Linked DNA regions of Mus musculus: regions 2, 3, 4, 5 and 6 are each linked to region 1. The links are chromatin contacts, called in public Hi-C, HiChIP or PLAC-seq and promoter capture Hi-C maps. All regions are on one chromosome and are shown on one strand. The core of a region is the stretch at or near the end of the contact, and the rest is flanking DNA. Distances in the headings are between cores, read along the strand shown. Region 1 holds the start of Pum1 (pumilio RNA-binding family member 1). Region 2 holds the start of Ak2 (adenylate kinase 2). Region 3 holds the start of Rab42 (RAB42, member RAS oncogene family). Region 4 holds the start of Taf12 (TATA-box binding protein associated factor 12). Region 5 holds the start of Srsf4 (serine and arginine-rich splicing factor 4). Region 6 overlaps Mecr (mitochondrial trans-2-enoyl-CoA reductase).

The links. Promoter capture Hi-C pulls out the DNA fragments that hold promoters and counts their contacts. Hi-C and Micro-C count contacts between places; a contact is called where the count stands out from the background. HiChIP or PLAC-seq counts read pairs in DNA pulled down with a chosen protein or histone mark.
Region 2: a contact with region 1 is called in a FOXA1 HiChIP or PLAC-seq map of pancreatic cancer cells. The contact joins the promoter of Ak2 here to the promoter of Pum1 in region 1. A contact is called at or near these places in 1 of 39 promoter capture datasets (liver) and 1 of 115 datasets of contacts at active chromatin or transcription factors (pancreatic cancer cells).
Region 3: a Hi-C map of B cells shows a contact between it and region 1, with 5 read pairs. The contact joins the promoter of Rab42 here to the promoter of Pum1 in region 1. A contact is called at or near these places in 2 of 39 promoter capture datasets (hippocampal neurons and second pharyngeal arch cranial neural crest), 1 of 484 Hi-C or Micro-C datasets (B cells) and 1 of 115 datasets of contacts at active chromatin or transcription factors (large pre-B cells).
Region 4: a contact with region 1 is called in an H3K27ac HiChIP or PLAC-seq map of microglia, with 6 times the contacts expected there. The contact joins the promoter of Taf12 here to the promoter of Pum1 in region 1. A contact is called at or near these places in 4 of 39 promoter capture datasets (the 3T3-L1 cell line, hippocampal neurons, liver and 1 more) and 2 of 115 datasets of contacts at active chromatin or transcription factors (astrocytes and microglia).
Region 5: a contact with region 1 is called in a promoter capture Hi-C map of hippocampal neurons, with 4 times the contacts expected there. The contact joins the promoter of Srsf4 here to the promoter of Pum1 in region 1. A contact is called at or near these places in 2 of 39 promoter capture datasets (the C10 cell line and hippocampal neurons), 1 of 484 Hi-C or Micro-C datasets (memory CD8 T cells), 3 of 115 datasets of contacts at active chromatin or transcription factors (embryonic forebrain, large pre-B cells and pro-B cells) and 1 of 9 other capture datasets (liver).
Region 6: a contact with region 1 is called in an H3K4me3 HiChIP or PLAC-seq map of bone marrow-derived macrophages, with 4 times the contacts expected there. The contact joins the enhancer-like site here to the promoter of Pum1 in region 1. A contact is called at or near these places in 4 of 39 promoter capture datasets (the C10 cell line, hippocampal neurons, liver and 1 more), 1 of 484 Hi-C or Micro-C datasets (B cells) and 4 of 115 datasets of contacts at active chromatin or transcription factors (bone marrow-derived macrophages, embryonic forebrain, large pre-B cells and 1 more).

Annotation. Positions count from the first base shown.
Region 1 is chr4:130,661,157-130,666,304 of GRCm38.p6, forward strand. It overlaps Pum1 (pumilio RNA-binding family member 1), which reads left to right and starts at 2,165. Exons shown (of 22, transcript NM_030722.3): 1 at 2,165-2,311.
Region 2 is chr4:128,990,488-128,995,635 of GRCm38.p6, forward strand. It overlaps Ak2 (adenylate kinase 2), which reads left to right and starts at 2,737. Exons shown (of 7, transcript NM_016895.4): 1 at 2,737-2,949. The coding sequence starts at 2,857.
Region 3 is chr4:132,300,389-132,305,536 of GRCm38.p6, forward strand. Rab42 (RAB42, member RAS oncogene family) reads right to left here and starts at 2,968. Exons shown (of 2, transcript NM_001081651.1): 1 at 2,723-2,968; 2 at 1,806-2,294. The coding sequence starts at 2,949. The coding sequence ends at 1,874.
Region 4 is chr4:132,271,459-132,276,606 of GRCm38.p6, forward strand. Taf12 (TATA-box binding protein associated factor 12) reads left to right here and starts at 2,917. Exons shown (of 6, transcript NM_025579.3): 1 at 2,917-3,029.
Region 5 is chr4:131,871,169-131,876,316 of GRCm38.p6, forward strand. Srsf4 (serine and arginine-rich splicing factor 4) reads left to right here and starts at 2,471. Exons shown (of 6, transcript NM_020587.2): 1 at 2,471-2,702. The coding sequence starts at 2,596.
Region 6 is chr4:131,847,890-131,853,037 of GRCm38.p6, forward strand. All of the region lies in intron 1 of Mecr (mitochondrial trans-2-enoyl-CoA reductase), which reads left to right. Among named protein-coding and RNA genes, the nearest start is that of Mecr, 7.0 kb to the left of the region's middle. Within about 2 kb of position 2,857, at least 49 of the 459 cell types and tissues checked have an H3K27ac peak or open chromatin away from gene starts, as enhancers often do. A contact at or near this core is called in bone marrow-derived macrophages and hippocampal neurons, where this site is marked.

The DNA of each region.
Region 1 (5,148 bases), core at 915-3,414:
GCTCTACCACTGAGCTAAATTCCCAACCCCAGAAATTTTTTTTAAAAGAGCAGTCAGTGCTCTTAACCACTGAGCCATCTCTGCAGCCCTAGTTTGGAAATTTTAAGTTGGATAATGAGTAAGAGTCTGAGGGCAGCATATGTCACACTGGTAAACACTTGATAACAGTGGTCTCAAGAGTCTGCTGGAGGCTGTGCTCTGATAGGGTTATTCTGGGGTTGGGTTTGTGTCTTAGAGCCTTTGAAAGTAAATTTCTTTAACAAGATCAGAGATGGGTGATGTTTACTCCGCTGGGATTGCCTCATCTGATTGACTAGTGAGTCCTCAAGACGAATATCTCCTGTCTATGGCTAAACCAGCATTAAAGTCTTACCAAATGGATGACGGAAGCTGAAGTTCAACCTAAGGAAACTAAGCGGGACAGCGGTGGGACCATCTTTAATCTTAGCACTCGGAAGGCAGAGGCAGTTGGACCACTGAGTTTGAGGCCAGCCTGCTCTACAGAGCAAGTTCTAGGACAGCCAGGTCTTTACTGAGAAACCCTGTCCTGAGAAACCAAAAAAACCAAACTGAATCAACCAACCAGACAAACAAAAAAAAAAAAAAAAAAAAAAAGAAAGTAAAGAATTAACTATGGCTCTCAGGACGAAAGCATGGAGCCCAGAGTTGTCTGGTAAGAAGCTAAAAGGTGTAATTTTCTCATATCTGTCATCTTTCTTCCTCCTGTGTGCTTGCATACTATGGCTATTCAGTACTGTCCAGGGCCTTGGCCTGATGGAGCTAAATGCATTATCTACTTGATTTCACAAAGCATTGTTAGCAGTGTGGGAAATGAAGGTTCAGTTAAGGAATTTCAGGTCTGGTTACAAGCTGGCTTTCTGAATAGAGTATGTTCTTGAGTTTGAATATCGAGACCTGGTGGGGGGGGATGTAGCTCAGTTGTTTGGTAGGGTGTTGCCTGGCATATGTGAAGTCCTACATTTGGTATGTCTGTAGTAACAGAAGGAAGGTATGGAAGTAGGCTCAGGGGGTCAAGGTAATCCTTAGCTACACAGTGAGTTTGAGGGCAGCCTGGCTCTATGACACCCTATCTCAAAAACAGAAATAAAAAAAAAAGCGAGGTGGTGGTGGCATAGGCTGTTAATCCCAATACTCAGGAGGCAGAGGTGGGGATATCTCTGTGAGTTCTGAGGCCAGCCTGGTTTACAATGGGAGTTCCAGAACAGCCAGGGCTACACAGAGAAACTCTGTCTTGAAAAATCAAAAAGAATTTAAAAAGCCTAAAAAACCTAAAAAAAAAAAAAAAAAAAAAAAAAAAAATTGAACGGTTCTTGAAGGCAGAGACAGGTGGATTTCAGTAGGTTAGAGAGCAGCCCAGCCAGAGCTACAACAAAAGACCCTGTCACAATAAAAACCAAACCAGGGCTGGAGAGAGGGCTCATTGGTTAAGAGCACTGACTGCTCTTCCAGAGGTACTGAGTTCAATTCCCAGCAACCACATGGTGGCTTACAACCATCTGTAATGGGATCTGACACCCTCTTCTGGTATGTCTGAAGGTAGGACAGTGTAATCACATACAAATGCATCTTTAAACCAACCAACCAATCAACTGAAATGGAGTGCTTGCAAACACCTCTGGCTTCTAGTTCTCAGCTTAATTTGCTTAGTTTCCATCTTGATATTTCTAATGACCTTTGAACAAGGGTCCTGCCATTGTCATTGCGCTCCAGATCCTGCAAATTAGGTTGAGGTCCTGCCCTCCATCAGCATGGTCGTTCTGTTGCTCTTTTCTTTTGTATGTTACACTGGGGAAACGAGGCAGGAAAAGATGCAAAAAGGCCAGGAGCCAGAGGGCTAGAAGGGGTTCGAACCCAGACACTGGCCAGGCTGTGCCAAGGTTCAGGCACAGCCCCAGGTTGGCGTCCCCTCCCCCCCACGGCAGCCCGGGCACTCCGTGCGCGCTCCCGTGCCTCCCACCCCGCTCCCTCCGCGGCGGCGGCGCGCGCTCGCCCCAGCGGGCGGGCACAGCGGTTGTGTGGCCTGCGAGTTTCCCCGAGTTCACACAGGCCCTGCCGTTGGCATGGCAACCGGGCAACCTGTTCCAGAGCCGCCCGCCCGCCCGCCCGCTCCGCACACGCCGCTGCCACCGCCGGAGCTGGGGCCGGCGCCGGCGCCGCTCCCATGATGCACCGCGTCAGCCCAGTCCCCAGTGGGCCGCCATGTTGTCGGAGTGAAAGGTAAGGGGGAGCGAGAGCGCCGGCGAGCGAAGATCGGGGGGCCGGAATCCATCTTCATCCTACCGCTCCGCCCGTGAGTATCCGCGCCCCGGTGGCCCCAAACCGTGCTCCGAACCCCCAGCGAGCCGATGCGCCTCTCGTATTGGCGTTTGGCAGCGGTTGGCGGGGCGAGAAAGGGCTTAGAGACGCCGCCGGGCCTGGCGGAGGCACCGCGCTCGCTCCGCTCGTACGTGTTTGGGAGGCGGCAGCGAGGCCCTATTGTTATCCGCGAGGAGGGGGTGGGGAGCGGGCCGCGGCCGGGGCCCGGCTCGCCCGCGGCTGCCGGCGGCTCCGTGCCTCCGTTCGGCCCTGCCGGGAGTCCCTAGAGGTTGGTGTTGCCGTTCGGCTCGGCTTCTTTTTTTTTTTTTTTCCTTCCTCCCCTGCATTTATTTATTTATTTTTTGGATGGATCTGAGCAGCCCCAGGTCCTCTCTTGTGGCCGCGGAGTGGAGATTCTGTGGTCCCGCGGGCTCCTTGGACTTGGCTGGAGCTTCCGTGGCAGCGCCGAGGGAGGAACAATACAAGGCTTTAGAAAGCGGGCGGTGGGCCACGGTCCTCGGGCGAGCCCCCCATGGTGGTGGGGGAGTGGGCGATCTTGCAAGCCTTGAAATATGGAGAGGTGACCATCAGGAAGTTTCGGATCGCTTTTTAAGCGCCTGGGTTCCTTGTGGCCTTTTGTTTCTGTGAGAGCTTGTGTGTGTTTTCCTCCCCCTTGAGGAGGGGGTGTTCTTCCTCTCTGATCCTCCCTGTGTTGGTGTGCTTCCCTCTCCAAGGGGCTTTCAGCAGGTAGTAGGACAAACATGTAGATAGCTACACAGTGCTACAGTTTCGGTCCTCACGAACGCGGTGGGTAAACATGGGTCATTTGTTTGACTCGTCAGTACCACTCCCACGTTAAGGGAGGAACACTCCAGTAACTTTTCTCCAGTGAAGCTCACCCCTCTTCCCAAGAGCTCCCCTCCCACATCGCGAGGAACTCCCACATAGATGACCAGAGAAGGCTTTATCCCCACCATAACTTTGAAGGATTGTTCGTTTTCATTGTGCAAATTACGATAACGCTTCGTTACACTTGATCATTTTGCTCACCCCATTAATTACTGGGATTATTAAGATGATTTATGAGGGCTTTTGGGCGTTCAGTTTTTAAAGCCAGTTACTTCTGAAGGTAGGATTGTAGCTTGAGCTGTTTGCTTTGGTGTAAAAGTTACTAATGTGGCTCTCCTTTTAAGATAAGCAGCTTCCTTCAGGGTTTTTAGTAAACCATTTTGACCCTTTGCTCATTGTAACTTTGTAAAACACTAGGGGCTGCGGATCTTTATCTGAAGGTTTGGAAATACTGGATTCTGAACTTCTAGTATTTTGTCTTTCCACGCTTGAGTTCATCTTGTCTAAGGCCACAGCTTTTTGAAGTTGGGATTTGTTTAGTTTGAGTCTGTGAACTGCTTTAAGATAAATTTATGTCCACAGAAGGTTTGTTCAGTGTAGTAAAAATAAACACCTATCAGCCCTGAGCATCTTAGTGAATGGAGATAGATTAAACCATGCTGTTTTGTTTAAAGAAAAGTACTATTAGTGATATTAAAAAGAAAAAGTAAAAACAAACTCCACTGTGATCTTGACAGTGTGAAAGCTAGGAAGTACTAGACTAGGCTTGCTACTTCATTGCATTGCTTAAAATATTTGTTTCTAAACGATAGGTCATTTGCTTAAAAAAATCAAATTTTAAATACTGCACATAATTTCTTAGTGAGTGTTGAGAGACCCTAAAAGGTACCATCAGTTTCTTGTTTTCTGGTACTTAGGTGACAGATTATTAGTTTTTGTTCTGTCAGTGCCAAGATGTTACAGAATTCTCTCAGACACATGTTAGTGCTGAGGTGTTTGCTCACTTTTCAGTTGTCCCTCTTGCCAGGCTCTCCCGTGTTTGAGAAACTGCCTTGCCTCATTGGGTAAACCAGGAAGTCTCAGGGCTTCCAGACAGCCTTAAAGAGGCCAATTGTTTTGTTCTAATATTTTTGTAAGTGACCCTTCCCCAGTTATATTTTAGAATGAGATTGCTTTCAGGGACAATCTCTTATCATTTGCTTATTTATTTATTAGTTTTTGAGACAGGGTTTCTCTGTGTAGCTCTGGCTATCTTGGAACTCACTCTGTAGACCAGGCTGACCTCGAACTCGAGGTTCATCTGGCTCAGCCTCAGACTCCTGACTGCACAGCCACTGGCCAGCTAAACTCCCCCCCCCCCCCAACACACACACAGGGTTTCTCTGTGTAGTCCTGGCTGTCCTGGAACTCAGAAATGAGTTCAACTGCCTCTGCCTCCCAAGTGCTGGGATTAAAGGCGTGCGCCACCACGGCTAACTTTTTCTTAATTTGAAAATTCATAGGTAACTTTTCGCAGTTCTTTTATGTTAGAAAATACTACATTTACTATTTTATGAATCCTCTTGATGATTGAGGCTCTGTTGCCTTGACTGGTGTGGAACCTTAAGCGTAGTGATTTGAGAAAATTTAAAACTTTCTATATACCTTTCAACTTAGTGATTAAAAGCTATCAAAAACCAAGGCATGGGGGAAAAACTTCCTTTAGAATCTGACAGAGAGATTGTTAGTTTGATGGCAAAACTAGAGTTTTGTTGCATCAGTTGGCCTGAAGTAAAGAGATGGAGAGTCAGTCTCTCTCTCTCTCTCTCTCTCTCTCTCTCTCTCTCTCTCTCTTTTGAGACAGGGTTTCTCTTTGTAGCCCTGGCTGTCCTGGAACTCACTTGGTAGACCAGGCTGGCCTCAAACTCAGAAATCCGCCTGCCTCTGCCTCCCGAGTGCTGGGATTAAAGGCATGTACCACCATGCACAGCAAGATGGAGATTC
Region 2 (5,148 bases), core at 1,487-3,986, 1.7 Mb before region 1:
TGGTGACTCACAACCATCTGTAATGAGATCAGTTGTCTTCTTCTGGCTTGCAGGCAGACGTGCAATAGAGCAGTCATGTACATAAAATAGATAAATAAATCTTTAAAAAAAATAAACAAGTCTTACATTTTGTAATACTTATATGTAACCTTAGTTACTTTCCATTCCGGGGTTAAGGGAGCCCATGACTGGTCAGAATGAGAACAGGGGTTCGTCGTCACCAGTGGGAGGGGATGATAACATGGGATTTGCCCACCCAGAAGGTTCTCCCAGACAAAATGTGCTCGCTCCTCTGAACCCTGTGCTTTCTGGGGTATTAGCTCATGACCCCCCCCCCCCACTGTTTTGTGTTGCTTGCTTGTTTTGCCGTCTTTGAGATAGGGTCTCATATAGACCAGGCTGGCTTTGAATTTGCTACATGGCCCAAAATGGCCTTGAATTTCCTCCTCAGCTTCCCAAATGCTAGAATCATAGGCCTGCATTACTGTACCTGGTTTCTGGTCTCTCTTGTCCCTGACCATGGATGTGTGTGCACATGTGAGTGCAGGTGTGTATGTGTATGCACATTGGTAGAAAGACCAGAGGTTGACTTCTGGTGTCTTCTGCTTATTTCTCTCTACCTTTTGTTTCTAGATTTATTTATTTTACCTTATATGTGTGAGTGTTTTGTCTGCATGTACATGTGTATGTGCACTGCACGTGTGCCTGGTGCCTTTGAGGGTAGGAAAGAACTGCATCAGATCTCCGGAACTGGAGTTACAAAGGGTTGTGACTTCCCATGTGGATGTCGAGAGCCAAACCAACACCCAGTGCTCTTAACCCCTGAATCATCTCTCCTGCCCCTCTACCTTCTCTTTTGAGACAAGACAAGGTTTCTGTAGCCGTGGGCTTTCCCACCTGTACCCCAGTTCCTGAATAACTACTCGGAGGCTTCTTTGTTTATGAATAATTGCCTAGGCCATAGCTTTAGCTTGTCCCCTGACTAGCCTGTCACTTACCCAACCCATTTAAACGCTTCTGAGTTCAGCCACATGGCTACTTTCTTCTCAGTCTCATGAGCCCAGAGTCTGGGCCAAGCATCTTCCACCTCTGACTATCACCCAGAGTTCCCATCTCTTTCCCGGAACTCCCATCTTCTACTTCCTGCCTTTTGTTAAAGGGCCATCTGCTTTTGATTGGCAGGTGATGCTTCCACACAGTACACATCGATTCTCTCTACAGGCCTTCCATTGTATCTGAAGCTCACTCATTAGGCTAGGCTTTCTGCTCAGTGAGCTCCAAGAGTCTGCCGATCTCTACCTCCTCAGGGCTGGGGTTGTAAACAGTTGCTGACGTTACCTGAGTGCCGGGCACCAGAACGCAGGCCCTCACACTTGAGTGCTAGACACCAGTGACTGAACTTTGCCCTGCCCCTTAGTTCACAGTGTTACTTGTAATCCTGTGACCATGTAATTATATAGTGATCAGCTCTTACTTCCGCTTCCGGTCTTAAAAAGGACACAATAAACCCCTGCTTCCTTCAAGGCCACTAAGAGAACCCAACCAGATCAAGCTGGCTCCCATGAAAATCCAGGATGAGCAAGAAGTATGAATGTTAGTTTCTCTTTTTTCATTTGAATTTATTTCTTATTTTCTGTGTGTGAACATATATGTACGCGCAGATATGTGTACCACAGCACACATGTGGAGCTCGGTGGACAACCTGTGGGAGTTGGTTCTCTTCTTTCTTTCATTGGGGGTGGGGTCTTGTTAATCAAACGCAGGTCCTCAGAGTTTGGTGGCAAGTGTCTATACTAGCTGAGCCATCTGGCTAGCTGGTTAACATCATTTACCACTAGGGTGTAGAAAATGGTTGCACTGTGCCTGTGGGGCAAGAATGGTTTCCTAATCACACTTGCACTTACAGTTGAGAAAGGCTCCTTTGGGACAGGATGAAACTTTGACACACCTAAAAGCTGGCGACATCATTGCCTTGTTCAAGACAGGCTCATCTCTCTGGATAAAAACTGTCTTTCTGCTGACTTAAAAGTCAGGAAGGTTGTCTGTGTTCATATATGCATATGTGTTTTATTTTTACAGTCCTGGGGATTGAGCCCAAAACTTCTGTCTCTGTACTATAGCCAGCCCCAGCTATCTTCATTTTCATTTTGGGACAAGGTCTCATTAAACTGCCCAGGCTGGCCTTGAATTCACCGTCGTGGCCTTGACAAGCTTTAAATGTGATCTTCCCAAATAGCCAAAGTTATGGTGCTGTTCAATGGGGGTGTTCTGGAGGGAGAGGGTGTCAGATTACAAACTTGTTGGAATTTACTTAACCAATCTTATTATTAGACATCAACATCTTTGTCAGGAACTCATTACATATTCCTTGTTTCTGCCTTTGAATTCTTGGAAGTGGAATTACTGGTCCAAAGGTTACGTTATTGCCAATTTGTTTCCTGGGAGTGATTTTACCCACTTACACTCTCACAGGCAATTTTACGGGGCTCAAACAGAGACTCTGGAGTTATTAACTGTCAAAGGCCAAACTAGAACTTCACCCGCTCCAGGCTTCCTTCTCGTTTTTCCCGCCCACTCCATACACCAGCCGAGAGCCGCACGCGCTCTGTTGCCCCAGCTCTTCCCAGGCTGGCCCGCCTCTTCCTCGTTCCCAATTCTGCCCAATCGGAAACAGAATTTTCTTAGTCTCGTCGTACGATTGGTAAATGAAAGTGCCCGTCAAGTTCGGGGGCGGGTAGAGAGGGTTGACGGATGCGGCGAGCGACCAGTGTGAGCCCGGAGTAGGATGTACGCTGGCCTGGAAGCGCTAGACCTGTGAGGTGTGCGGCTGGCTGTTGGAGTGAAGCTTTGGAAGACATGGCTCCCAACGTGTTGGCTTCCGAACCGGAGATTCCGAAGGGCATCCGGGCCGTGTTGCTGGGGCCGCCCGGGGCTGGCAAGGGGACGCAGGTGAGTGTCGGTTCCGTGTCGGGCGGTGGAGCCCGAGAAGCTACAAGGTCAGGGCGGTCGGAGAGCCGGAAGCTCCTTTCCCGCCCCGGAGCTGGGTGGTGAGCCCTGGCCTGCAGGGACCCTCGCGGGGTCTCCAGTTGTGGCGCGGTGTTTAGGGGAGGGTCCCAGTCGCAGTAAGGGGGAGGCTGGGTGGAGGTTCTTGGGGGAACCCAGGATCGTGTTAGGGCATCCAGGGACTGTTACTTGAAAATTGTGAAAGGCAGGGCGATCCCCCAGGCTGAAGCTCTGGATCACAGGCCCGAATGGGAGAAAGCTTTGTGACCAAGTCGCCCTCGGAGTTGAGAGCGTATTGCCCTGAGTCAGGGATAATTTCTAGGCATAAGGGGGTGAAACTTTTAATTTTTTTAATGGCTAATGATTAGGGGTACTAAGAAGTCTCCACGTGGGGCAGAGTGGTTACTGGTGTATGCCTATCGAGGCGTTCTGCCAAGAGTGAGGCATGAGCCGCGGGAGCCACCAGTGTTGTTGGGGGTGGGGGGATGGGAGAAAACCTTTCCAGCTGGCCAGAAAACTGGAGGTGAATGTATAGATTCGGTTCATAAGCCACGGGCATCATGGGGGGTTGTGAGTGGGGCAGGGAGTGCTCATGGAGCAGCATGAGATGGCTCTGATGGTTGTAATTGAGCAATTGAGGGCCGCTAACGTGCTAGATCAACAGGTAAGAAAACAGGTGTAGAGGTCCAGTGACTTTTCAAAGTTAGTGAAATCGGTTTCACAGAGGCCTCAAGGATTGCCTTCTGCCCCACTGCAGAGCCTCCCTTGCTTGGCATCTGGGCCATAGATCAGGGCTGGGATTTATGCTGGCACGTAGGGCTTGGAAGCTCATATGGTGGGCCGTTGGTGTCACTTTCTTGCCCAGCCTTTGGCCACAACCACCCACCCCTCAACTCTACCTCCCCATCAGACCCCAAGCTTTGATGATCACTATGCTCTAAAGAGGGAATTCTTTCAAGGTTGCGTTCCCAAGCAAATGAGTGCTGTCCTCCCTCTTCACAGCACTGCTGAGTTTATTGTTATGTTTTTAAAGATACCTCCCCTCTGTCTCCCTCCGTCTCCCTCCCTCCTTCTCTCTCTCTCTGTCACACATAAGGTGGGAGAGTGTGTGTGTGTGTGTGTGTGTGCGCAGGGACGTAGAGAAAGAGTGTGTGGGGACATGCGTGCCGTGATGCATACGTGGAGGTCAGAGTGCAACTTGCTGGAATCATTTTCTTTTTTCTACCATGTGGAGCCCAGGGATCGAACTCGGACCGTCAGACTTGACGGCAAGCTACTTTACCTGTGAACCCATGTCACCTGTGTACCTATGTCACCTGTGTACCCACGTCACCTGTTCTGTTTGCCAAGTTCTCAGTATTTTGGCAAGCAGATCAGCATCTCGGGCTGTACAGTCTACGTATATGTGTGTATATCTGTGCATGTAGAACGCTATGTATGTAACTTCTCAGTGTTTCTACCTAGAAAATGTAAAGCTTACAAAGACATTGGAAGATGATGGCTTTTATATTGAGAGCACCCACACATTCCTAGCTGGTGGCAGGGCGCGTGACAGCTGTGAACGCTGACCACTCAGTGGCATCTCTCTCTGCCCCCAGCTCAGGTGTAGTGCAGCAGCATGAAGCTGATTCATTCAGATCTGGGAGGACCATGTGCCGTGGGCTCATGGAAGGCAGTGCGAGAATCATGGAAGTTGGTCCAAGACGGCTTTGTGCAATGATTAGAAGTTTGGCTTGAAGGATGAATATGGATGCTCATGTCTGTCTGTAGTCCCAGTGACTTAGGCAGGAGGAGACTAAAGTCAAATTTGATGATAGCCCAGCTAAAGTTTAAAGGCTGGCCTGGCTACAGAGTGAGACCCTGTATCTGAGAACACAAAACTAAGAGCTGGGACTTCAGAAAATACAGGGCACTCGCTTAACCTCCGTCCGCTTCCCTTTCCTTATCAGGAGCCATAAAAACACCGGTAGTTGTAGCTTCGTAGTGCGGAACAAAAGTTCACACAAAGCCCACAGAGTGGTAGCCTAGAAGAACGCTCTGCCTGGACACACCCCACACACAAACTCTCCATTGTAAGTTTTAAATACACAGAAGAGGCTAGGCACAAGCTTAGCTACTGTGGGAGCCTCACAGGTTCAAGTCCTA
Region 3 (5,148 bases), core at 1,718-4,217, 1.6 Mb after region 1:
ACTCGGAGGCCAGACTATCCTACATGAAACCTTGTCTCAAAACACAACATACATGACACAAGACATTATAAATGTTTATTGTCACAGACCAGAAGTAAGTAAATCCATTTCCATGACAAACATGAAGGCTTTGGACTGGCTGCAACCACCTGGAGAAATCTAGGTTTCAGATAATTTTTGTTTTGTAGTTTGTGGTTTGTGGTTGGTTGGTTGGTTCATTTTTTTGAGTCAGGGTTTCTCTGTGTAGCCCTACCTGTCCTGGAACTCACTCTGTAGACCAGGCTGGCCTTAAACTCAGAGATCTACCTGCCTCTGCCTCCCAAGTACTGAGATTAAAGGCATGCACCACCACACCTAGCTAGCTGAGCCACTTTTTTTTTTTTTAGATTTATTTATTTATTATATGTAAGTACACTGTAGCTGTCTTCAGACACACCAGAAGAGGGCGTAGATCTCATTACAGATGGTTGTGAGCCACCATGTGGTTGCTGGGATTTGAACTCTGGACCTTTGGAAGAGCAGTCGGGTGCTCTTACCCACTGAGCCATCTCACCAGCCCGAGCCACTTCTTATATGAATGTTTTGCTAGCTGTATATGTGTGCCATATACAAGCCTGGTGTCCTTGGAGGCTAGACTGAAGTGATGGGTGGTTGTAACTCACTGTGGATGCAAAGCATTGAATTACTACTCTACACTATTCACAAGGGCTCAGAACTGCTGAGCCATCTCTCCAGGCCCCTCCCTGTCTCCTCTTTTGTTTGTTTGCTTGCTTGTTTTGATATCATCTTACTGAGTAGCATAGCTCTGGCTAACCTGAAACTTACTATGTAGATCAGGCTGATCCACCTATCTCTGCCTCCTCAGTACTGAGATGAAAGGAATATGTTCTACGCCTTGAACACCATTCTCATAGACAGATGCGGGTTGCCTTAAGGATGGTCAGGTTCCAGGCAGCGCAGAATCCCGAGGTCCATCATGCAATGGTACTCCCGGCAGACACCCTGGTGACACCTCCATGCTGCCTAACAAATCTGCTGCTCACTCAGCCAACCCTGAAAGTCAACTCTAGGCACTGAGCTTGAGTTGGGAGCTGGGAGAAGCACCATGTGTTACTAAGGGCTGGGAAGCTCTAAAACTTCCACTAGAATTCCCCACACTGCCTTGCCAGCAAAGCCGTGGACAGACACTGGGACGCTGTCTTCCAGCCCAGAAACGCTGCCAGAATAACTATGTGGAAGCCAAGAAAGAAGCCCGGAAGCATGGTATTACCATTCACCTGTCAAAGCTGGCAGGCGCTGAGTGAGCAGGCCTATCTCTATTGGCCTTTGCATGTAGCCTGGTCCACTGGAAGAGTAGCCAGTGCCCTTACCCCTGAGCCAGCCACCAAGGCTGACCTTGAACTGTCTACGGAGCTGAGAATGTGTTTAAGCTCCTGATCTTGCCTCTGCCTTTCAAGCTTGGGGATTACAGGTATTTGTGTGCCACCACAAGTCCCAACAAATCCCATACCTGATCTTAGATTTTTCCTCTAGAACGGAGTTGTGCAGAGAACTAAAAACCCAGAGAGAGTCTACCCTAGTGGAATACTTTTGTAATCTCAAGCACCCAAGAAGGTTACTAGCTCAAGGCCAGACTAGGCAATGTATCAAGATCCATTCTGAAAATATAAAAGAGTTGAGGCTGTCTATAGCTAGCTAGCCCTGTGTTGAATTTCTGATGAAGAAAAAAAAAAATCCCAAGAATTAGAAGGCAGGGAGGGACATGTCAGGAGACTGTTGGTATTAGTCTTTTTTTTTTTTTTTTTGTCTGTTGTCCTCCTGTGTCACCAGAGAGTCTGAGGCAGTTACCACTTTAACCCTTTCTCTCCTGGAGTCAACATTGGCATGTGCCTGAGTCCTGCTTCCTGCTAGAGGATCTAGGGTTTGGAGATCTATGGAGGAGCCGGACACCCGCCCAGTCCTTGTCCAGCTTGATGTCCCCCTGCTGCAGGGCCTGTTCGATGGCGCTGGTGACAGTGTCAAAGGCCAGGTCGACATTGCAGTTGCTTTTGGCCGAGGTCTCCATGAAGCCCATGCCCAGAGAGGCAGCAAGTTCCTCTGCTTCCTGAGAGGATACGCATCGGGTGTTCAGGTCACACTTGTGGCCAACCAGTAAGAAGACCACCTTGTCAGGGCCCTGAGTGGATACGACCTCCTGGTGCCAGGCTTGGATGTGTTCAAAGGACTCTCTGTTCGTCACATCAAAGACCAACAGAACGCCCACCATGTTCCGGTAAAAAGACCTGGTGATGCACCTGAAGGGGAGTGTGTGTATAATCGGGAAAATTGTAATGGCTTTAAGACAGTCTTAGAGCCCGCCCACCTCCACCCCGAGATCCACAGGCAGCTTCCTGTGCCTGCATACAAGTCTTCCTTCCCACCCCTTGACATGTCTGCTTCGGCTCTCTGCATCTCTGGGAAAGTCAGAGTTTTAGTGCCAATTCTCTTTATGCTGCTGTTCCTCTAGGGCTGGGTAAGGCCTTTGGGGGTGGGGATGTGGTTCAAAGACCACAGCACAAGCTGGGGCTGGGGGCTTGGCCCACTCCGCGGAGTTTGAAGGATGAATGACTGAATAGGGAGGGGTGCAGGGTAGGGACCATGGATCCTTGCTTGAGCCCCTGCAGTTGGCACCTGTGAGAAAGGGTCCCCCCAAGTGACTGACATTACCCACTTCTCGCCGCACCTGAAGCACTCTTGGCCTGCGGTGTCCCAGAGCTGCAGTTTGACTCGCAGCCCAGCGGGTAGTTGCAGCGCGCGGCTGTAGAACTCCACGCCTACAGTGGGTTCGGGATCCGGCTCCGCCGCCCCCCGCGCGCCCGCCACGTAACACCGTAGCAGTGACGTCTTGCCCACCCCTGCGTCCCCGAGCAGCGCGATCCGAAATTGGTAGCTGCAGCCGGCCGCCTCCATAGGATCTGGGCTCCCCGCTGACCTCAGACAGTTTCTGTGTGGCTCCGCCCCTCTCCCCCCACCCCCACTCCCCCATGAGTCTGTTACTGGTACAGCATCCAGGAAGGGTCAAGATCTGGAGAACTTGATCCTGGAAGGCAATCCCGGATGTAGTTGGTCGGGCAAGACCTAAATCACTACCTCTGTAAAATGGGACAGTTACCACTTTTGCTTCACAGTATAAAGGAATTAAAAAGTCTTTAATCCCACAACTGGTGAGGTAGAGAAAGGAGGATCTCTGAGTTGGAGGCCAGCCTGGGCTACAAAGTTCCATCCAGGGCAGCCAGTGCTATGCAGAGAAACCTTGTCTCCGATTAAAAAAAGAAAGCCGGGCTGGTGAGATGGCTCAGTGGGTAAGAGCACCCGACTGCTCTTCCGAAGGTCCAGAGTTCAAATCCCAGCAACCACATGGTGGCTCACAACCATCCTTAACGAGATCTGACTCCCTCTTCTGGAGTGCCTGAAAACAGCTACAGTGTACTTACATATAATAAATAAATAAATCTTCAGTTGTGGCACACGCCTTTAATCCCAGCATTTGGGAGGCAGAGGCAGGTGGATTTGAGTTCGAGGCCAGCCTTGTCTACAGAGTGAGTTCCAGGACAGCCAGGGCTACACAGAGAAACCCTGTCTAAAAAACAAAACAACAACAACAAAAAAAAAAACCACTTAGATTCAGCTTTAGTGGACTATTTTAGGCTTAGGCTTAGGAGTCCAAGGCTCAAAGGTGTGGCTTGTCCCATGTGGCTTGTCCCAGGTCATACAGTGCTTCTTAGAGTCATAGTGACTCTAAGCCCATGACTGACTCCCTTGATGCCTAAAAAGAGACAGTCAGAAAGCCAGGATGACCCGGTTGGGTCTTGGGTTCCGTTTGGATGAAAGCTCACATGAGGCAGCACGTGTGCACTCAGATCTGGCTTCTAGAAGCGGAAGGAAGGAATCACAGCTGGAGTTTTGGCTGGTCCCAGGCAGTGTTTGTTTGTTTGTTTGTTTGTTTCAAGACAGGGTTTCTCTGTGTAGCCCTGACTGTCCTGGAACTGCTCTGTAGACCAGGCTGGCCTGCCTCTGTCACCACCACCCAGCATGGGCCTAGGCAGTTCTCAACCTTACAAGGAGGTGGTTACTCCACTCACTTCTACAATGGAAGAAACTGAAGCTCAGAGAAATTACATGGCAGGCCCAAGCTCATTCACTAAGGAAGACTTCAACAGCAGGCAAAACCCAGAGTTTTGTTTATTTGTTTGTTTATTTATTTTATTTGAGGCAGGGTTTCTCTGTGTTACAACATTGGCTGCCCTGGAACTCACTTTCTAGACAAGGTTTGTTTATTATTAATTTTCTCACAGGACCAGTCCGAGATCTGGAACAGCCCAGGGTTTTTCTTACCATCCTCCTCTTCCCTCTCCTCCTCCTCCTCCTAAAAAATTATTTATTTATTTTATGTATATGAATACACTATAGCTGTCTTCAGACACACCAGAAGAAGACATCAGATCCCATTACAGATGACTGTGAGCCACCATGTGGTTGCTGGGAATTGAACTCAGGACATCTAGAAGAGCAGTCAATGCTCTTAACTGCGGATCCATCTCTTCAGCCCTCCTCCTCCTCCTCCTCCTCCTCCTCCTCCTCCTCCTCTTCCTCCTTTCTTTTGAATTTACTTATGTGTATGCATGTATGGAGGCCAGAGGACAGCTTGAAGATGTAGGTCCTCCTTCTACCCTGTAGGTTCCAGGGATTGAACTTAGGCCTTCAAGCTTGGCACCAAGTATCTTTACCCAATAAGCCAGCTCCATGGCTCTCTCTCTTCTCACTGACTCCAAACAAAGAAACAAAAGCCATTTATGCACTATCTGTAAATAGTCCTAGCCAGGGCCGGAGAGGTGTGAGACAGCTGGAACTGAGTCCCCCCCAAAGACGGGTTGCACAGCACTCCGGTCAGTGATGTGCAGTGTCAGCATCAGATCCTTTGGACTTTGCATTTTCTGTTTCAGAGGCTCCCACTAGGACTGGGGTCACGTGTGGCCGTCTCTGACTGCACCTGACACCGGAACCCACAGTTCAGCTGATCCATGCCATAGATAAGGCGTGGGTAACCCAACGGGTTAGCAGTTTCCCTCCCCTATACCCTGCTTCTTTATCTGCTAAGGCCAATCCTCA
Region 4 (5,148 bases), core at 1,667-4,166, 1.6 Mb after region 1:
TAATTGTCGGTGGTATCCAAGAAAGGTTATAGCATGTAAAACAGTAGGGGAGGGTGCTCTATTCATGCACTATAGAAGATTCGTCCAGGCTAAAAATGTGTTTGAAGGTGCAGATTTGGGGGGGACAAATTAACCATACCCCTGTTTAACCCTTCACTTGCTATGTAAATAAGCCACATAAACTAACTGGCTGCCCAGAGTGAACTGTGGTGGGATCATGCCTCAGGTTGCAGCTGGGACTGCAAATGTAGACTTTATGTCTCCTCCAAGGAAGGAAGTTTAGCAAGGGTTTCATCAGGTAGCGCAGGCTGAACTTGAGTGCCTGCTGCTTCAGCCTCCAGAGTGCTTTGGTTTTATATATATATATATATATATATATATATACTATAGCTGGCTTCAGACACACAAGAGAGCATCATGTCCTATTACAGATGGTTGTGAGCCACCATGTGGTTGCTGGGAATTGAACTCAGGATCTCTGGAAGAGCAGTCAGTGCTCTTAACCCACTTGAGCCATCCCTCCAGCTCCCAGAGTGCTTTTTAAGATTTAAAAAGTTAAAAAAAAAAAAAAAAGTGTGCATGTTAGCTCTCACTACGCTGCCTGTCTCCAGGGTCCTCTACTCTGAAAGTTGCAGAGATCCCCGTGTTCAGCTCCCAGAGCTTACTGACATCAGCCTGGCCCAGCTTTTCCTCAGGATATTGGGGACGGCATGCAGATCCTTACATTTGCACACCACGTTCCTAACGTTCCTACCCACTCGTGAGCCCTTCCCCCGCCCCTAATGTTCTTACATTAAAAAGAGTGTGTAGAAGAAGCAGATGAATACTTTTGAAACAAACAAACAAAAAAATAGACTGTTGGGCATTACACTTTAATAACGTATGGAGTTCCCTGCCCTTTATAAAGTAGGAGCTACAAAAGAAAGGAGATTCATAAATGGGAAGAGGTGTAGTTGAAACTGGTGAAGCCGGGCGTGGTGGTGCACGCCTTTAATCCCAGCACTTGGGAGGCAGAAACAGGCAGATTTCTGAGTCCGAGGCCAGCCTGGTCTACAGAGTGAGTTCCAGGACAGCCAGGGCTATTCAGAGAAACCCTGTCTGGAAACCCCAAAAAAAAAAAAAAAAAAAAAAAAAAGAAAGAAAGAAAAGAAAAGAAACTGGTGAGGAGCCCAGTGGTGCTACCCTCTGTCCATCAAGGGGCCCTTCTATAATCCAAGTGTTCATTTATCGCCACACACTTTATTTGACACATGCACCTACTGTGGAGCAGTGGCTAGCTTGAAAACCAGGCTGGCCTCAAACTCAGAAACTGACTTGCCTCTGCCTCCCGAGAGTAGGGGCCAATGGTTTGAGCCAAGATACCCATCCACCCTACCCATCCACCCAATGCTTCCTTAAATACAAATTACCATCTCAATCCTCAGTTTTCATGCCTTTCCACTGAACACTGAATAAAATCCACCCCCCATTTCCACCTGTCCCTTCCTGTCCCCTAACCAAACTTCAGCCTTACTGCTCATCTAGTCTTTTTTTTTGTTTGCTTGTTTTTTTGAGACAGGGTTTCTCTGTGTAGCCCTGGCTGTCCTGGAACTCACTCTGTAGACCAGGCTGGCCTCAAACTCAGAAATCTTGCCCATGCCTCCCAAGTGCTGGGATTAAAGGCATGAGCTAGCACTGCCTAGCGCCTGTAAACTCTTAAGGACAATGATGACTGACTTCCCCAACAGGATATACCCAGCACACAGCAAAAAACAAAAACAAAAACAAAAAAACAGTTTAGTACATCCAAGGATGCAAGCACAAAAACTGATTGGCCAAACTCTGAGAACCATGATAGAAAAATAAAGCTGGGGCTTGAGAGGTGGCTTTCTCTCGAACCTGGCAGTCTTGCAGAGGGCCTGGGTCAATGCCAGCAGTCACATGGTGGCTCACAACTATCTGTAACTTCAATTGCAAGGCTTCAGATACCCTCTTCTGACCTCTTTGTGCACCAGGAATGCACATGGTGTACATATATAAATGCAGACAAAACACTTTTCCGCATAAAATAAATCCAAAAAGAAAAATAAGGTTATAAACAGTTTGCCACTTAATGGTTAAGCCCTTGCATCCAGGATTTTGGACCAAGAGGGTGGATGAGCCTAATGGGATGAAGATACAAAGATAGAATGGATTCTTTATGGGCAGGAACCGTTGATAGCTCTGAGATGTCAGACTTCTATACACTCGTTTGCGAGATCTCTATTTTACTAAGAATCCTTGCCGGGGACTGAAACTGCCTGTTGCTTACATGCCTAGCAAAAAAAAAAAAAAAAAAAGTACTCAAATCTCAGGGCTTAGTGGTTTAACAGTTACTGTACCAGCCCGGGCTTTGGAGTAAGAATTTTCAATTCAAGTTGAGAACCTACATCCCTTAGGAATTTCACGTTTCTTCCACTATTACATGACATACTCCAAGTGAGGGACTGAACCAGTCCCTCACAGACAGCTCTCGTCCAAGTGTATGTTGACTACAGATTAACTAATAGGCACAATCAGCTTCTCTAGTCTCCAAGTTCTCGTGCTGGTTGAGAGTCCCATAGTTGGTATCTATGCAGAACTGCGGTCCCATCCTTATAGCACCACAAAGGCACCAACCAAAAATGGCGACTTGGAAGCTCTCCGAGGCCGTCGGTTACCGGTCACGCTCGTGAAAGAGATGAGTCGTAAAGAAACATCTAGGACAGGGATTCACGCCGTGGTAGGGGACGCAGAGTAGACCCACGCCACCAGCAAGCCACACAGAGCAGAAAGCCCGACCTGCCAAGCCAGGCGCTGGGCTCACAGTCCTACCACGTGTTGTAGTACCATCTGCGCCTGCGCTAGTGAGGCGCGCGCCCGGCGGCCGGAAGAGCCGCGCGTTTCCGGGTTGGAGGCGGGGAGCGGTGCCGGAAGTGCTTGGGGAGGGCCGCGCAGTCGGACCGGCTGCTGAGACGAAAGCTTCACTGGGGCAGTCTCCGCATATCATGGGGAGATAGACGCTGCTGCCTGTGAGTCTTGGGCCCTGGCAGTTGAGGACGAAGAGCGGGAGGAGGGTGTCAGGACCCAGACCCACAGCGGGTCAGTGCTGGAAGAACTAGGCTGTGGAAGAGACGGGGCTGAGGAGCCCAGGCTCTTGGGACGGGACTTGAGGGGTTCGGGCTCGCAGAAGCAGCGGCTGTTGGGGACTCGAGCTCTGAATGAGAGACTTAGGAAACGGGGACGGATGTGGATTCTGCAGCATCTGAGGGAAAGCCTTCTGAGAGGGACAGGATGGTGAGGATCCCGCACTTTATAGGAGGCGAGGGTAGGAACGAAACGGGGCGTGAAGACACAGGCTCCAGAGAGGTAAAAGTGGAGCCCGAGAGGACTCGGGCTCCTAAGAGACAGAAGCGGGACAGTAAAGTCCCAGCTCCTAAGGATTCAGAAACCGGGCAGCAAAGACTTGAGGACTGGAGCTAGAGAAGGAGGCAGAGAAGACTTGAATTTGAAAGGGAATCGAAGCGGGCAGTGAGGACTGGGTCTTCTTTGGGGACAAGATCCGGGCTTTCAGACTCAAGAGTTTCTGGAGGGACAGAGATGTAAGGACCCGAGCTCCTAAAAGTGAAGGAACTAGGGGGTCCTTAACGGCTGGGAGATCAGCCTTCAAGGGAGAAAAGTTGAAAAGGTTTAGCGATCTGTTCTCTGTACCCGGAGGATTAGGATATATATATTCGGGGGAAGACTTCTTGGCGCTGCCTATTTGGCTTTTGGCATTTAGGCTTTTTCTTGTGTCCGTTACTTAACCTAGAAAAGCCACATGAAACGTCTTCGTTTTTCTTCATTATTGTGAATCAGATGTGAAGCTGAAAGCAGTTTGAACTCAGTTATATACTTGATAAGTACCTTAAGCCCTGTTCCATTCAGCCCCCGTTGAGCACAGATCTCTATATCACTAGCAAACTGTCATAGATGGAAGGGCAGCAAAAGAACACTTTGAATTCTTTTACATTTAAGAAAAAGAGGATGCAAAGAGGGATTAGGATCACTGTGAGCCAGATTCTTAGGTTATACAGTACTCTACCATGTACATCGAAGAAGAGATGCTTGCTTGAAATTATTTGAATAAATGCTTTTAGAATCTCTACCCTCAAACTCAGAAGGGATTTTTTTCTAACGGATTTTAATATTTTAGTACCTATTATGTATGGCATTGGCATAAATGTTACAAGGGAGGAAACAAACTTTTAAGTGAAAAGTCTTTTATTTATTTTATTTATTTATAAATTTTATTTTTCAATAAGATGTTGAGAAATTCACAAGTAAATGTGGCCTAGAACATTTTCTAGGGATTGCTTTTAGAAGAGTGACTTGGACCCTGTCATTTCCCTTCATAAAGACCCAGGACTGAAACCTACTCAGATGAATCGTGCACAACTTAAGCACTTTGGGCTTTTTGTTCTGTTTTCTTTTGGTTTGTTTGTTTGTTTGTTTGTTTGTTTTCAAGACAGGGTTTTCTGTGTAGCCCTGGCTGTCCTGGAACTCACTGTGTAGACCAGGCTGGCTTCAAAGTCAAGTCCACCTGCCTCTGCCTCGGAGCGTTCGGTTTAAAGGTGTGCACCTCCACCATGAACAACTTAAACACTTTTAAGTATTCCACCCCTTCCTTATCACAGCCCCACAGTTAAGTATGGTTAGTCCTGTTGTCTGTCCAGAGAGGTTAAGGGGTTTGTCATAAAGTACTGAGTAGCTTATCTGCAAATGTGCCTCCAAAGCTTTCTTGAGCTTTTCTAAGTGGATTTCCTGCCATGTGTAGTATGCATGTGAATGAAATATAAGTAATATTTATAAATCCTTCCACTGAATGAAAGCACACCCCTCCTCCCCAAACTACTTAGCTCCCCCTAGCCTGGAAATTGCTGTGTAGACCAGGCTGGCCTCAAACTCAGAGATGCACCTGCCTCTGACTTCAGAGCGCTGGTGATTCAAGGCTACATCACCAAAACCAGCTTCTTAACTCCTTTTCAAGTCAAGGACTGTAACTTTTAAGATACTTCCATAGTATTTGACATCTGAATTCCTGTGTTTTCACAGAAGCATAAATATTCCAGGTAGAATCTTTCCCATAATAGAGTAGGTTATTTTTATTTA
Region 5 (5,148 bases), core at 1,221-3,720, 1.2 Mb after region 1:
GGTAATGCCAAAAGTCAACATGCTGGTGAAGTATCTACAATTCATTTGGCAAGCTGCTGATTTCCCTAATCTATAGTGAACTATAAATCAAGTAAAATGGGCAAAGAATAAAACACAAATGAAAACGTGTCAAGGTGTGTATGCCCTGTGTGTACAGGTGCCCTGAAGCTACAAGAGAGCATGAAGGACATGAAGAGAGGCTGGTTCCCTCAAGGTAACTGCAAACCAAATGGCCTGGAGGATACCTCTTCGCTGGATTGACAAACTTTTTTTCAAGACGGGGTTTCTCTGTGTAGCCTTAGCTGTACTGGAACTTGCTCTGTAGATCAGGCTGACCTAGAACTCAGAAATCTGCCTGCCTCTGCCTCCTTAGTGCTGGGATTAAAGGCATGGGCCACCATCACCTGGCTAAATCAAAACATTGATAATACGTTGAGTATTTGAGACCCAACAGCTACCATGTTACACATGCTGAAGCAGGCCCTGTGATCCATGCCTGCAACCCTCAGCACTCAGGAAGCTGAGGCAAGAGAGCTGCTGTAAATCCAAGGCCAGCTGAGGATAAGAAGTGAGACTGTCCCTAAGTCAAATGCCTATACCCTTTAACCTAGTACTCCTACTTCCCAAGTTGTATGTCTAGGCGATGCTGAGGATCAAGGCTAGGTTAGACAAGTGTTCTGCCAGAAGTATGTCCTTAATGACATTCCCATTTCCAGGATAGATACTATTTGAATATACATGGTCACTGATTGTGGCAATTCTAAAAACCAAAGGTTGGACCCTGTCTCAATTCTTCACTAGAATAGTGACTAGGTAAGTTACTGTGTATAAAAAAGTGTGTTATAAGACAAAATGGTCTTAAGTGCTTTTCATATGCTTCTGAAATGACTAAAATATAGTGAGACAAAAATCAGGTGTAAGCCGGGCGTGGTGGTGCACGCCTTTAATCCCAGCACTCGGGAGGCAGAGGCAGGTGGATTTCTGAGTTCGAGGCCAGCCTGGTCTACAGAGTGAGTTCCAGGACAGTCAGGGCTATACAGAGAAACCCTGTCTCAAAAAAAAAAAAAAAAAAAAAAAAAAAAATCAGGTGTGATGCACACCTGCAATTGACAATCACAGTTCTTAGAAAGGCTTTTACAGGTTAGTCAAAGGCCATTAGACATAGAAAGTTCTTGTCTTAAAAAAGAAAAGCCAAGTGCTGTATGGTAAATTAACTTCTAAAGGAATACTTAAGAAACTGCCTCTAGAAAGGAAAGCAGAAGATGCAGAAGAGAAAACTTTACCCAGCACATCAGTTAAAGTGGAAATGCAGTAAAGAGACTAAACCCCTCAGTGATTCCTGGGCAAAGCTGAAAAGGAACCTTTCATTACTGAGCACCCACATGCCCCAGCACAGTTCATTACATTTGGTTATTTTGGCAATACACTGGACATCTATAGATTATAATCTTGCAGGTTAGAAATTTTTTCTGAGCTGGCAGAGATGGGGTACACCTTTAACTCTAGCACTTGGGAAGCAGGCAGGTTTGAAGCCAGCCTGGTCCACAGAGGGAGTTCCGGGACAGCCGGGGATATACAGAAAAACCCTTTCTCAAAATGAATAAACAAAAAAAGAAAATAGTAATTTTCTGTCGTGCTTAATCTAACTACAAGGCACTAAACTGAACGGACATAGTTTGGCACATGCTTTTAATCCCAGCCAATAGGCAGACAGGCAAAGTTTCAGGCCAGCCTGGTCTACAGGGCTATTTCTAGGACAGTCAGAACTTTTTTGTTTAAGGATTTATTTTATGTGTATGAGTACAGTGTAGCTGTTTTTAGACAGACACCCTAGAAGAGGGCATCCGATTCCCATTACAGATGGTTGTGAGCCACCATGTGGTTGCTGGCAATTGAACTCAGGACCTCTGGCAGTCAGTGCTTTAAAAAATAAAAATTAAATCTGAGATGTAACTCAGAGATAGGGCACTTGTTAACATCCGTATGGCCCTGAGTTCGATCCACAACACCGCAAAATAATACCGAACCAATTATTGGAACACTTTTACATACCTAGTATCGACACTGTAGAGACAACCCTGAAAGTACAAGGAAGATAAAAGAGACTCAAAGATCCGAGAGAAAGGAAAATGGGCCCAAGGTCATGGATCCACTAACTTCCCACAGGGACGTTTACCGAAAACCACCCCAAAACAGAAAGTCTACCAGAGCAAAGGACAAAGGCGGGAACACCCGCTCGGCGCGCACCCGCGCAGGCACTTCCGGGGGAAGTGCCGCTGCCACGGCGAGCTCGCGAGAGGACGTGCTGCAGCTGTCGCTCACTCGGCCAGGTCCCGCCCCGCGCCGGCGCGCCTCCAGTAAAGCCCCGCCCCCGCCCCTGACCAGGCGGGAAGCGGGCGCGCGCTCCCTCCCGTTCCCCTCCGCCGGGGGGGGGGGGGTAGGGAGACGGGGGCGCGCGTTCTCGAGCTGCGTGCTCGCGTACGTCGCCGGGCTTCGGCTGCGTCCGTCCCGCCGCCCGCCCGTTACCGCCGCCGCCGCGTTTTCCCTTCGCCGGCCGCCGCCTGAGGGGGGCCGGGGCCAGCTGCCGCCGCCGGAATGCCGCGGGTGTACATCGGCCGCCTGAGCTACCAGGCCCGGGAGCGCGATGTGGAGCGCTTCTTTAAGGGCTACGGGAAGATCCTGGAGGTGGATCTGAAGAACGGGTGAGGAGGGCGGCGGAGGGGCCGGCCGGGGGGCTGACAGGGCCGCGGCTGTGGCTAGGAGGCCGCGGGGACGCGAGCGCGGCGCTCGCTGGGCGCTAAGCCGCCGCCGGCCTCCTCCGCTCCGCCATGGCGGCGGTGCCTCGGGGGCGCGGGTAGGCCCGGCTCCCACTGCGCCTGCGCGGGCGGGGGTGGTGGCGGGATAATGGGGACGGAGGCCCGGGTTAGACTGGGGCTCCGGGCGCCGGGGAGGCCTGGGTTTCCGTCGCTGGACTATGGGTCCGAGGCGGCCCTTTCCCGCTCTGGGGCTGCCAGGAGCAGATGAGGGTTCCGGCCCTCTTCTCCCCGTTCCCCAGCCTGACCGGCCAGAGGCTTCCCGGCGTGTGTTTCTGAGGACTGGAGCTCTGGCTTTTTCGCGTGCCACACTTTGGGCGGGAGACACTAGTTTTTGTAGTGCAGTGACAGTTTCGAAAGTACTGGCTTGCCGCGCTTCAAGCCTTGACCGCTCCCTTTCCGAGAGTAAATTAAAGTCCTAGCTCGTTATCTTGGGGAGTCCTTACAGAGTTTTCCACGTTGTGGTTTCGGCTCTCCAACTTGCCGGAAAATGATTGCTGTCGTAGGATTTTTTGAGTGGGTAAGGGCCATCCTGGCCAGGTCTGCGTCGGCTGCTGGTGCAAGTGGAGACACATCTCCAAATTGCCTACTTAACAGCTTTCCCCGTACAATCTGGGCTTGTATTTCTAATCTGCTTTGGCGAAGCAAGGCTAGCAGGGACTACCAGGTTCGGGGAAAACGGGTGAGTTGTCATGCCTAGAGATTGTACGAGCATCTTTTGCTTGGGAGCTGAGAATTATTAGGTAGGACTTGAAAGGCATTAAGCACCGGAACGGCGTCGGAAGCACTAAACCTTGGGTGTTAGGGGAACCCTTGGTTTTTGCTGTGTTTATTTCTTGCCTGTTTTGTTTTTTTCGACTTTGTGTTTGGTCCAATGAGACCAGTAGTAATTGACATTTGAGAAGACATACACTTTAGTATGAATGGCAAATGAACCAGCAGGTTCTCAAAGCTGTCTAGATTTCGAATAATTGACACTTAAAAGACTCTCCTTGCTGAGAACAAGACTTCGATAAAATGTTTATGAATCCTGGATTCGATTCACAAAGACAATTTCTCATTTTTGTTCTTACAGAGCGAACCAGCTGGCATGAGAGTATTGTTTTTGTGATATTTAACCTTACATGTGAGAGATTAACCGACCCCCCTTACCCCCTCCCTTTTGTAGGGGAAAAACAAGGGGTTTGGAAGACAGATAAGTCTGAGTCAAACCTTGCTCCTCAATTTAAGTTTCTTTGAGCAAGTGACTTAGTTTCTCTGAACCTGTTTTCTCATTCATAAAAAGGAAGGTCAGGTAGAAAAAGTATAAAGCTTTCGCCATCCTCTGTAATAGAGTCATTAAGCAGCATCTTAGCCCCTTAGTGTTTGCTAGCAGTATATTTGGTGAGGTCTCTTTTCTCAAGGAGTGGGTGAGTGTTGAAAAAGGTAGTAGGGCAAAACTGATCACTTGCTCGGGTTACTAATGCGCCAACAGGATCCCCTGCACTGCAACAGCTGCACTGCAGGAATTGAGGAAGGAGACAGAACAGTTTCTGACTAACCTGCTGTGACTGACATGCCTTTTGAGTCAAGGAATGCTTGTTCTCACTTAAAACTCAGACAACTAAAATGTAGGATAGTTTACTAAAATTGATTTTCTTTTTCTATTATTTTTACTTTTATGTGCATTGATGTTTTGCTTGCGTGTATGTCTGTGTGAGGGTCTCAGATCCCCTGGAACTGGAGTTGAAGACCGTTGTGAGCTGCCATTGGTTGCTGGGAATTGAACCCAGGTCCTCTGGAAGAGCAGCCAGTGCTCTTAACCACTGAGCCATCTCTCCAGCCCAGAATAGATTTTTCTTAAAATGAGCTTTGAAGTATGGATTTACTAGGACTTGAAATGAAGAAAGAGAAATGTCCAGAAATATGTTATGTTGGAATTGGTGAAGAAGTGGTCCAGTAAGGACCAACTCTTAACAGTCTAGCTGTTAAGACCTAGAAATTTAACACCAGACCAGAAACAACTATTAAAGGTTTTACACTAGGGGATTGGAGAGATGGCTCCATCATTAGAGTCACTGGCTGTGTTCCCAGAGGACCTGGGTTCAATTCTCAGCACCCACATGGGAGCACACAATTGTGTCTCCATCCAGTCCTGGGGAATTTGACACTTTCTGTCCTCCAGCACTAGGCAGGCTTGTGGTAAACAGTTAAACATGCAGGCAGAACCTCCAGACACATAAAATAAATTTAAGAGAATAAAAGTAAAGATAAATAGTAAAAAAAAATTTAAAGGAGTTTTACACTAAATTTTAAATCATGAATAGAATTCAAAGACTCTTGAAGGAAACATGGA
Region 6 (5,148 bases), core at 1,607-4,106, 1.2 Mb after region 1:
AGCCTCAAAGGAGCCATTGTGACCTTATCCAGCCTGGGATCTGTCAGCTGAGACAGTGGCAGCCCTCGACATTGCCTGGCGCCGTCATCAGACTCACAGGGGAAAGACCCGAACAGTGCTGAGAGGTGACTTGCAACACAGCCAGGTTGTGTTTGGGGGCCTCAGTTGAGTTCTGCAACACAGCCATCGTTCCCTTCGGTGAATTAAAAAAAACAAACAAACAAAAAAACAAGTGGAGTGAGGATTGCTATCGTGGCACCAAAGGGAGGGCCAGCTCCTGGAATTCAGACCCTTCCCTGTATTCCTGTATTCCTTCTTGTCTCAGCAGCGGTATCCTTGACGACGCTGTTAGAACTGTCTGCAGGCACAGTGTCTGTGGTATTGATGGCATTCCATGAGGGCAGGCTGGGGCTGGTCTTTCCTGATGAGATACAGCTGGACCAACACAGCTCACCCCAGGAGGAAAGCAAGTATTGGGCCTGCCTCCCACCACCACCCACTGGTGTACTCGGCTTCCACTTCCCAGACTCTAATTTCTGCCCTGCCTGTCTCTACCTACTTTCTGCCCTCTTCTGTAAATCTCTGACAGGCCTTCCAGGAGCCAGATGAGACCAGGGATAGTTTTCAGTTCAATGTCCTATCTACTCTTGAGAGTAGGTCTGTGAAAATCGTGTTCCAGTCAGGGGAGCTGGACCAAGCCTCCTGGGTGCCTCTACTGCAGGACTTCTCAAAGCCTTCATGGTGTGTTTGCTGACCCTTAGGAAGGGAACTGGCAGGGAGTGCTCCTCAGATGTACTGAATCCTAAGGAAAGCTGATGTCTCCTAGGAGAATCCCCAAGTCTAGTTTAAGAGCAAGTCTTGCTGCTTTTGTTTAAGCCAGCTAACTTAGTTTCTCTGAACCTCAGCTTTCTTCCTTTTTAAAATTAGCATGATGTGATGCCCGAAGCATGAGCACTGGGGAGATAAGGAACCTGTAGATGCAGATTGACAAGCTTGGGAAGACTCAGCTAGCTGTCCTTTTGTTGTCCAGCCTGGTGGCCAGAGGTAAGGTTTAATACACAGTGGGCTGGCAGCTCTTTATGTCTAGCCAGAGCATAGTCTGCTGCCCATCCCCCAAGTCACCTCCATCAGACTTCAAATACAGCACCTTTCTGCCCACTGTCAGTCCCTCCATCCTTCTTCTCTGTTTGCTCAGCCAGGAGCCCAAACTAAGTCTGGGAGTCATCACTCTTAGGCCACATCTCTCACTGGAGATGAGTTTGGACCTCGATACTTGATAATCACCAAGGAGAAACTAAGCACCTCCCATCCCGCCCCAGCGTGCCCGCGTACACACACACACATACCAGATGATAACTAAAAAGGATTCTGGCTTCCGAGTCTGAAGGATCCCCAAACTCTTTCCATAGTTCCCAAGAAGCTCTGAAAACTGAGGGTTTGGAAGGAAAGCAGATTGTCACTGTCTGTTCTTCTGGTGTGAATATTCATGCCTCTTGATGCAGGAGTACCCGACCACAGGGCTGCCCAGCCCTCCGGAATATAGATAACTCTGGAGGACATCAGATCCCAAGAACTCCAGAAAAGAGATCTTGAACCTATGCCTTGATCAATTAAGAAACATACATGGAGCCAGGCGGTGGTTACGCACACCTTTAATCCCAAAATTTAGGAGCCAGAAGCAGGTGGATCTCTGTGAGTTTGAGGCCAGCCTAGTCTACAGGGCAAGTTCCAGGGCCAACAGGACTACACATAGAAAAACACTGTCTGGAAAAACAAAACAAAAAAACACCTATGGAAGGACTTCATAACCCATGCAATGATCTTAAGTGGTATAGTCACCCCTGCTGCCTAGCAGAAGTAAGAAAGTGACCATTTCCAGTGGACAGCTCCAGGAAGAGCTGCAGAAGTACATTTTGAGCTGGGTCTTGAAGGCTAGATTGAATTTTTCATTTCACGGAGAAACTGTGGCAGTGAAATCCTTGCTAAGGGAGGAGTGTGTAGAAAAAAGTGCAGGAAAAAAGAAAAGCTGTATCTAAGCAGCTTGAGCTCCTGGGCTTTGTCAGCTTACAAGACAAGTCTGGTTATCTGTCAGGATGCAGGAGAAGCCATGGGGATAACTCAGAGGCAGCTAGTCTGCAAACCTGCTTGCTCCAGGCTGGACTTTGCTTTGGGATACAGACTAGACTCTCAGGAAGTACCACGTATGGCCTCCCAAGGAGGTCCACTGGGGAGACCCTGGCAGTGCCAGCACCCTCCTCTCTCCCCTCAGCCAGTGCAGCAAGGCCAGGTCAGGTCAGGGCTCATTTCACAGCTTGGGTTGGAGGCTTACCAGGTGGCTTCTTTTACCATCTGAAGGCCAGGTTCAGATCAGATCAACCACCTACCACTGTTAGCAGCCTGGGCGAGTTATTTACCTCTTCTGTGCTTTTGTTCGTCAGCTATAAAAGCAGAACAATAGTCTGCAAGCTATTGAAATAGGGTGGAAGCTGGCCTGCCTGTAAAGCACTTGGCAGGAAGCCTGGCTGGTGAACACTCAGAAAGCAGCAGTTATTATTATAGGGAGGACCTCCTCCCTCCTCCAGCTGTACACACACACACACACACACACACACACATACTTCCTTAGCACTACGATTCTTTTGCAAAGCCTTTTTGTCTATACTTGTCCCTGGTGTCCCACTCGTTTCTGTGGTTTTTTTTTAAGCTGATTCTTAATCACAGTGAGACCTGGCTTTTCTCTGAGTCCAGCGTTCCTAGCTTTCGTGTTTATGTTCCCCAAGTTCTCTGAGGTTCTTGTAGGCTGTCAGGACTTCCAAACTCACCTAGATGTTGGTGTGCAGCCATGTAAATCAGTGTCAGCTTTGACTCGCCAGTGTACACTTCAGAATCTCCAGGAACTGTGCTTCCTAGTAGACATGGACTGTTAACACATCCTTCACAGAAGCCTTGCGTGGAAAGCTCTCAGCACTGAGCCTGGTGAGAGCAGACTTGTAGAATATGCCTCTGTTGCTACTCTTAGTATAAGACATTACTTGAAAAAAAAATCACACTTTTAGCCTAAGATCATGCCTTAGGTCTAATTAAAAAGGTGAGATTATGGCGGAAGCAGGTGAATTACCTCAGCTTAGTGTGAGGATACTGTGACAACATGCTAGGAGCCTCTGGCTGGCAATTATATATGATTCTGCTAAGTAAAAGAGGAAAATTATTACTTTGTAGATACATTTGTGCAGAGAAGCATTGCAGACCTGAAGCATTAAGTTTCAGGAAAGGAAAGGAGTTTTCAGTCATTGAAAAGTCAGTCACAGGCACTCACTGCAGTGATCGGAGCTGTCTAGTCAGCAGGTGTTCTGCCTCGTTGCATGTCATGTTGACACAGGCTGTAGTCAGCAGAGAGGCGATAGCCTCAATTGAGAAGTTGCCTCCATAAGCTCAAGCTATAGGCAGGCAAGCCTTTAGGGCTTTTTCTTAATTAGTGATTGATGGGCAGGCCCAGCCTATGGGTGGTGCCACCTGAGAAAGTGATCCCTGGGTGCTATAAGAAAGCAAGCTGAGCAAGCCAGTAAGCAGCCCTCCACAGCCTCTGCAGAGATGGCATGGCTCTGTGGCTAAAAGTGCAGATTTCTCTCACAGAGGACCAAGGTTTGTTTCTAGTACTCCTATCAAGCAGCATATCCCCTCCTGCCACTCCACCTCCAAGGGCTCGAACGCCTCTGGCCTTCACAGACCCCTGTACTGAGCTACACAGATAAACACGCATGACTTTAAAAGTAAGACAACAAAGAACATTTATTTTGAGCACTGGCTGCTCTTGCAGAGGATCTACGTGGTGGCTTGCAAGACTGTAACTCTAGTTTGAGAGGAACCAGCACCCTCTTATTCTAAATAATTTTAGGATAAAAAGCTTTAATCCCAGCACTTGGGAGGCAGAGGCAGGCGGATTTCTGAGTTCGAGGCCAGCCTGGTCTACAGAGTGAGTTCCAGGACAGCCAGGGCTACACAGAGAAATCCTGTCTCAGAAAACAAAAACAACAACAACAACAAAAAAAAGCTCTTCAGTTTTTTTGAAACAAGGTCTCAGTACAGAGCACAGGCTAGCCTCAAACTCACCATTCTTTGCATCAGCCTCCCATGTACAGGAATAGGGGTATACCACTAGACCCAACCCAACAAAATAAAACTTTAAAATAACAACAGTTCCCTCAAAGTCCCCTGGCAAGTCTTTTACATGTGTGGGGTCTCCATGTATGTGCTTGCATACATGTGTGGGTGAGCTCGCCCATGCAGGCATGTATTAGAGGCTAGTGGTTGTCATTGAGACGTCTTCCTCAGTTGTTTCTTCATTTTCAAGGCAAGGCTTCTCACAGAACTTGGCGCTTACATTTTCACTAACCTGACTGACGGTGGATCTGTCTTTCTCTGCTTTACCTCCAGTGCTGGAGTTACAGGAACTGGCCTAACTACCTGTGACATGAGTGCTGAGGACCGGAAGTCTGGTCCTTGTGTTCCACACAGAACTCTGAGAGCTGCTAGAAGGTAGATAGTCCAACCTTCAGCCCAAGTAGGCTAGCTCAGAGAAGAAATATGCCAGAGCCTGACATCAAGGTCTCCACCTATACTGGCTAGTTTTGTGTCAACTTGACACAGCTGGAGTTATCACAGAGAAAGGAGCTTCAGTTGAGGAAATGCCTCCACGAGATCCAGCTGTAAGGCATTTTCTCAATTAGTGATCAAGGGGGGAAGGTCCCCTTGTGGGTGGTGCCATCTCTGGGCTGGTAGTCTTGGGTTCTATAAGAGAGCAGGCTGAGCAAGCCAGGGGAAGCAAGCCAGTAAAGAATATCCCTCCATGGCCTCTGCATCAGCTCCTGCTTTCTGACCTGCTTGAGTTCCAGTCCTGATTTCCTTGGTGATGAACAACAGTATGGAAGTGTAAGCTGAATAAACCCTTTCCTCCCCAACTTGCTTCTTAGTCATGATGTTTGTGCAGGAATAGAAACCCTGACTAAATAGCACTGGAAATGTAAATGAGCTAAATACCTAATAAAAAATGGAAAAAAAAAAAAAAAGAAACCCTGACTAAGACGCCACCTGCACCTCCTTTCTAAGACCCCAGCCCAGAAGGGCCATCTCCCTGGGGTGTGAGTCACG